Linked DNA regions of Zea mays: region 1 is linked to region 2. Evidence: chromatin contacts called from public HiChIP or PLAC-seq data. All regions are on one chromosome and are shown on one strand. Each heading gives the region's core, a stretch centred on a gene start, on an enhancer-like site or on the middle of the called end of the contact. The rest is flanking DNA. Distances are from core to core; before and after follow the strand shown.

Region 1 (3,315 bases), core at 130-2,629, 70 kb before region 2:
AGTAAATAGGATAGGATTTTTAATATCATTCGTCGGTGCCTTGCCTGCCCACCTCGTCTCGCTTGCTGCGTGCATATGCATGCATGCTTTGCGGTCAAAACTGCCGATCCCGAGGCAATCTTTGAAACCCTGCCACTGATTTCTTCTTGTACTACTCCCCAAGTCCTCCCAGGCTACTACTCCTTAAATGAGACTAAGGCTATCTGCACCGGCGAACCTTAAATGAGACGCTACACAGATCGAGTCATACATATGCAGTAAAAATTTCCTGCAGCGGCTTACTCTATCAAATATGGATAGGCAAAGAAGGCAGGTGTTCTCGTGCGCAAAATGCATCCAGTCGATCCGTTTTATATCCAACGGTGTTATGACATTTTACAAATAAGTCCTCCTATGCTCTCCACGTTGGTGCTGTTCATTAAAAATAGAACACAGCACTGTTAGGTACTGGACGGATGGGTTGAATGTATTTTGCGTATGAGAACACATGACTTGTTTGCCTATAGGATATGCTCTCATATCCAATATATACCGTGAAGTTGAGAGAGACCACGAAAACTTTATTTGCGGCGTCCCCCTTCCGTGCTACTGGAAGCCTAGAGGTGGGAGTGTGGGACCGGATGCGAGGCTGGAGGCAATCGCGGTGGGAGGCCGGTAAGAGTGAGGTGAAATAAATAATAGAATATATGGTAGTTGGTATAAAGCAGAGATTTAAGGTAAAACTCTTACTATAATTTTATAAATAAATATTTAATTTCATGTCGGTAATCGTGCCAAAAAGAGTTTTGATCCATGTAAAACTCTTTTTTTTAACTTAAAAACATTACGTATCATCAACATTATTTTAAAAAACGCTTATGTCTATCAATTATTCGACATGAAACTCTTACTAAAAACTGACCTCACCAAATCATGACCCAACACAACACACGTACGTGACCATCCAAGTACCAACCTCCGAAACAGCGGATGATGTCGCCTTGTCTCTTCCATTCCATTCCCTCGCACATGACAGTCATGCGACGCACCGCGACGACGCCGCAGCGAACGACGCGGGCCAAAACTGGAAACGCCGGCATCGGCGGCAAACGACGGAGAGCGAAACGGACGGTCGTCCGGGGGATCCGGTCCGGCGGGCCCCGCGTCGCGTCGCGTAGCGGGACAGTGACGGGGACGGCAGCATAAATGACGCCAACTGGACACGAAAACGACTAGGATACGCATCGTCGCTACGCTATACGTACGCAAGCAGACGCTCAGCTCCGTTCCGTTCCGTTCCTTTAATTCCTTTCCTTTCCTTTCCTACACGTAGAGCGGCGTGGTGTTGGAGAACGGGGCACTGTGTGCGCGCTGTGCTGTGTCAGAGCCTCCGTTCCGGTTGTACAGTCAAAAAGGCTTGGCCGGATGCAATAGTGCGTGGATCGGTTAACAGTGGTACGGTGGACAGTAGTGTTCGTATGTCGGACGTACTAGACCGTAGGAATACAATGATAGGGTGTCCTGGTAACTTGTCAGGGTCGGCTTGGTTTGCTCCGCGCCAGAGCTGTCTCTCCCCAGACAGAGACAGCGCTCCCAGACAGGCGTCCGATTTTGATCGTCTGGGGCTAAGATATTTTGCTTAGCAGGTAAGTGACTGTGAGTCCGCAAAACAAATAACCCCTTATGTACAGTTTAGTTCACATATTTATAATGTAATAGGTAATTGATAATGTTGGTGAGTTGTTCTCAAATACTATAAGTTAAAAATAAGGCAACATAAAATATTAATGGTTAAAATTCTTCGTCCTTCGAAGCATTATCCTCTGTAAGATATAATGATCTTCAGACGAAGGTCATGAAGGACGTACATTCATCATCGTAGCATATATTAATGAAATAAGAAGCATATGAAACATGAGAAATAACATTAATCCATATGATATTGTTAATATATCTTTACTATATCATCATGAATGAACATAAAAAATATTGAATTACATCTGTACTTTCGGCTTGACAGAAGGTAAAAGTCCAAGCGTGACACACGAATGAATACAAGTCAGCGTGAACATCTATTTATAGACACAGGGCGCAGGCTGTGTAAAATTACATTCATGCCCTTTATGTTTACTATTGACTTAAGGACAATCTATCGAGGACTAGATAGCATTTTCCTCTTTAAGTCGGTTCCTTTTTTTTTTTGCTGCTGAGCCGAAGCTTCCTTGCGCGTAGCTTCGGAACCGGTTCAATATTCGTCCCGACCATGCTTTACATATTGTGTACATCTTCATTACGAGTCCGAAGGTTCCTATAAATATATCACACTTGGAAAACATTGTTAATCATGTTTTTAAGAACCTTCGGAATACGAAGGCCTCCAACAGATAACGTTAAATAATGTTTATTTTAGTATATGTTTTTATTTTAAAAGCATCTTCTGAAAATCATTAGGTCTAAAGAAAATGCTTGGAATAATTTGATTGTACGTTTGCACCATATAAATAAGTAAATAAATAATTGTACATGATGTATGTGTCCTCTGTATATACTGGAGTATCTGACAGGCGGCTACCAGAGCAGCGCACACATGAAAAAACAACCGTCACTGCCGCGCGACAGGAAAGCGTCCTTGCAGAGAACGCTACAGCGACGTCGTATCGTACGTACGTGGTCCTGGCCGGAGCCGGACACGACACGCCCGGACCACGTCCAGCTCCAGCCCCACCTCCACGTCCCGGTCCGACCGAGGGACCCAGGACCGCGAACCAGAGTATTTCTCTTCCGGATGACAGACACCCCCCGTGATCCGCAGCGGCGAAGAGCAGACGCACCGCGCGCCGCCGATCGGCCGATGCGGCCGCGCCACATCAGCACGCAAGCAAACACAGCGCCGCGGAAAGCAGCGGGACGGGGAGGCGTGGGTGGGTGGGGAATACCGCGCGCCCGTGAATTAAGGGTCGCTGTCGGCTGCCGCCGTGGGGCCACGTGCGCTTGGACGGGCCTCGGTTGTCGGGTGACGTCAGCGTAAGGTGGGTCCGGAGACTGTTCATGAGTCAAAGGAGGCTTGCCTTTTGTTCTCGCTGATACTACTGACTACTCAGGTACTCACTCCGGTGTCTGTTAGTTGTCATTGAGACAGTGATATGGTCTATACAATATATTTTTAACTAATTTTTTTATTCAATATAAACAAACTTTTAATACATTTATATTTTTATAGAAATAATTTTAAGATAAATCTGTACGTATAAACATTAGGTTTCAAAACTAAATAATAAAACAGTTATTTGTAATTAAAATTTTATTAATTTGATTCAAAACTTGTTCAAAATGACA
Region 2 (3,178 bases), core at 55-2,554:
CATTACCGGATTCGTAGAGCCTGAAGGTGTGGAGAGCGATGGAGGACTGAATAGAGACGGCGTGCCGATGGCAAATGTAGGAAACACAGCCACGCATGTTTGCGAAATAATTGTAAGAGCCTATGTTTTAGTGACTTGAGCGACTGAGTGAGGCTGCCAGCGCCTGGCTCGATCGGTGCAAGCAGGAGATCTTTTAGACCACATTTTTAGGCTGAAATATATTTTAGACTAATTTTTTGATTGAAAAAGACCTATATATAAAAGGATTTTTAGGCTCGTCCCGGGCCACGGCCCAGGTGGCCCGGGGGCCGGGGCCGAAATTCGCCCCTCCTCACACATGTTGTTCTTGACTGTTGTAACTCTAATTCATATGGACAAAACACTCTGGAGTAGAAGCCTGTACGGAATAAAGCAAACCAATATGGTGACGGTTCCACCCCTCGAATTCAATCGCCGCAATCCGCATGCAATCGTGTGCCGCGTTTACAAATGTGAGCCAGACCGCCCTAGCCCATGGCCTCCCATGATTCAGTTCATGTGCTTGAAACGGCGTGCGTCGGTTCACGCACGCTGTAAGGAGTTTGGAGATCGAATGGACATTCCACATGATGACCCGGTCCGTTTCCAGTCATGGTTTGCTTGCTTGTCCAGGAGACCAGACCACAAATGCGCGAGCTTTCTACACAGGGGCGAGCAGCGTGTGCTCTTCATCAGTCCAGCTGGACCCCGTCGCGGCAACTTTGGCTTCATGCATGCACTGGGCGCCCCCCATCTGTTTGGATCGCAGAAAATTTCGCTGGCCCCTAATAAAATATATAAAAAAGTGTTATTCCAGTACCTCGTCAGGTCCTTTCATAATTAATAAAAAAGAAAACAAACATTACTAGTAGTATTGGCACGCACTGTCTGAAACCGAGTAAAGTCTGTGGGCCAGTTGATGAACCAGCAGGAGGCTGTTGGACTGGCATCTGATCTGATGATGATTGATCATCTCGAGATGGATGAATGAATGAATTCATTCAAACAGACACGACCGTCAAAAACGGAACGGAGTAACCACCACCGCGCGTTGCCCGGCCTCACCCCACCGACAGCCCGGCAGGCTGGGCCCCGCGGGTCATGCTCTCCCGAACCCGATGGTGGTGGGAGTAGGTACTCGCTGTCCCGTGTGCCGCGCAGCTGTTCGCTGTTCGCGCGGGCGCGGCGGATCCGGTGGTGGGGTCGCGCTCCCACACTGGGGCCTGACTGTGGTGCTGTGCTACTGCAGCTGCAGCGGGGAGAGCGGCCCACTCATCAGTCATCACCACAACAAGGTAGAGGCGTCCGAGGCCTCGCCATAATTCCAACCCACTGTGTGTGCCGCTGTAGCAGCGCAGCGCAGCGCGCGCGCCACCACCGTCAACCTCCTGATCTCCCCGCCTCGCCGCCGTCGATTCTTCGCCGTCTTCCTGGGGCTCGGGGGCAGCCGGAGCAAGCTTGGGGGGGTGGTGTCCTCGGACCGACGACAGAGTCGTTGCCCGCGAAGATGCCGGCCCTGGTGTACATTCCTACTCCGCTTTGCCCGGTGCCAGAGCGTTTCTCCCGGAGTAGCGGTTGCGCCGCCTCATGATCTGCCAATTGGAACCCCTGGGCGTGCGCAGAGGAGGTATCGCTCGCTCCTGCTGTCTGTGTCCGTTTCGTTTCAATCGCGTGCTTTTCGTTCAGTTCCGTTTTGTGGGGGTTGCGTGGGGTGGTTTAGTACTTGGGTTCGCGCAAATAACGGGAGACGTTGCAGGTTGCTCTGCAGCTGGACAGTGATCGCGTTTGGTGGGTGTGGCGGCGGTGGAGGAAGACGACACGACGAAGACGAGGAGGTCAGGAGGCCATGAAGGAGGCGGGCGAGGAGAGGTGCCTTGACCCGCAGCTGTGGCACGCGTGCGCCGGCGGCATGGTGCAGATGCCCCCCGTGCGCTCCCGTGTCTACTACTTCCCGCAGGGCCACGCGGAACACGCGCACGGCGGCGGCGGCGCCACGGACCTCGCCGGGGCGCGGGCGCGACCTCTCCCGCCGCTCGTGCTCTGCACCGTCGCCGGGGTGCGCTTCCTGGCCGATCCGGAGACCGACGAGGTCTTCGCCAAGATCCGCCTCGTGCCGGCCGCGCCCGGCGAGGTGGAGTTCGGAGAGCCCCGCGAGTTCGGCATCGACCCCGAGGACGCCCGGGAGAAGCTGTCCTCCTTCGCCAAGACGCTCACGCAGTCCGACGCCAACAACGGCGGCGGCTTCTCCGTGCCGCGCTACTGCGCCGAGACCATCTTCCCCAAGCTCGACTACCGGGCCGACCCGCCGGTGCAGACGGTGCTCGCCAAGGACGTGCACGGGGAGGTCTGGAAGTTCCGCCACATTTTCCGGGGCACGCCGCGCCGGCATTTGCTCACCACGGGATGGAGCGCGTTCGTCAACCAGAAGAAGCTCGTCGCCGGGGACTCCATCGTCTTCCTGCGCACCGAGCATGGCGAGCTGTGCGTCGGGATACGCCGTGCCAAGCGGGTGTCCTGTGGTGGCATGGAGTGCATCTCTGGCTGGAACGCCCCGGTGTACGGGGCCTTGTCGGCGTTCTTGAAGGACGAGGAAGGTAAGATCACTAAGGGTCCTGGTGGGTACATGAGAGGCAGGGGGAAGGTGGAGATCACGGACGTTGTTGAGGCCGCAAGCTTAGCCGCGAGCGGGCAGCCATTTGAGGTGGTGTACTACCCGAGAGCTAGCACTCCAGAGTTTGTTGTGAAGGCTGCATCGGTACAGAACGCGATGAGGAACCAGTGGTGCCCTGGGATGAGGTTCAAGATGGCATTTGAGACAGAGGATTCGTCAAGGATCAGCTGGTTTATGGGGACGATAGCTTCTGCTCAGGTTGCTGACACAATCAGATGGCCAAATTCACCGTGGAGGCTTCTTCAGGTTTTGCTTCATCCCATGTTTCCCATACCTATATGCCATACTTCATTATGAACTGATGATTGCTACTTTTAACTTCCCGTTTGGGGTTAATAATTAATAGGTGTTAGTGTTTCTGGTACCCATAAAATGCTTAATGCCCTGTGAAATTAACTGCTGTTATGGAACTGTTGGTTCAATGTTAATATGGAACATGCAGCGAAATGGCCTCTAGCCGAGTTGGTTAGGTGGTCTGAGTATCACTCC

Evidence for each region. HiChIP or PLAC-seq counts read pairs in DNA pulled down with a chosen protein or histone mark.
Region 1: an H3K4me3 HiChIP or PLAC-seq map of leaf shows a contact between it and region 2, with 7 times the contacts expected there. The contact joins the enhancer-like site here to the promoter of LOC100272511 in region 2. A contact is called at or near these places in 13 of 25 Hi-C or Micro-C datasets (bundle sheath, ear, endosperm and 4 more) and 2 of 3 datasets of contacts at active chromatin or transcription factors (leaf and seedling).

The regions. Positions count from the first base shown.
Region 1 is chr5:29,073,390-29,076,704 of Zm-B73-REFERENCE-NAM-5.0, reverse strand. No RefSeq gene overlaps it. Among protein-coding and RNA genes, the nearest start is that of LOC111589414, 4.6 kb to the left of the region's middle. Within about 2 kb of position 1,379, at least 18 of the 20 cell types and tissues checked have an H3K27ac peak or open chromatin away from gene starts, as enhancers often do. A contact at or near this core is called in bundle sheath, ear, endosperm and 5 more, where this site is marked.
Region 2 is chr5:29,003,303-29,006,480 of Zm-B73-REFERENCE-NAM-5.0, reverse strand. LOC100272511 reads left to right here and starts at 1,304. Exons shown (of 4, transcript NM_001348794.1): 1 at 1,304-1,645; 2 at 1,775-2,935. The coding sequence starts at 1,865.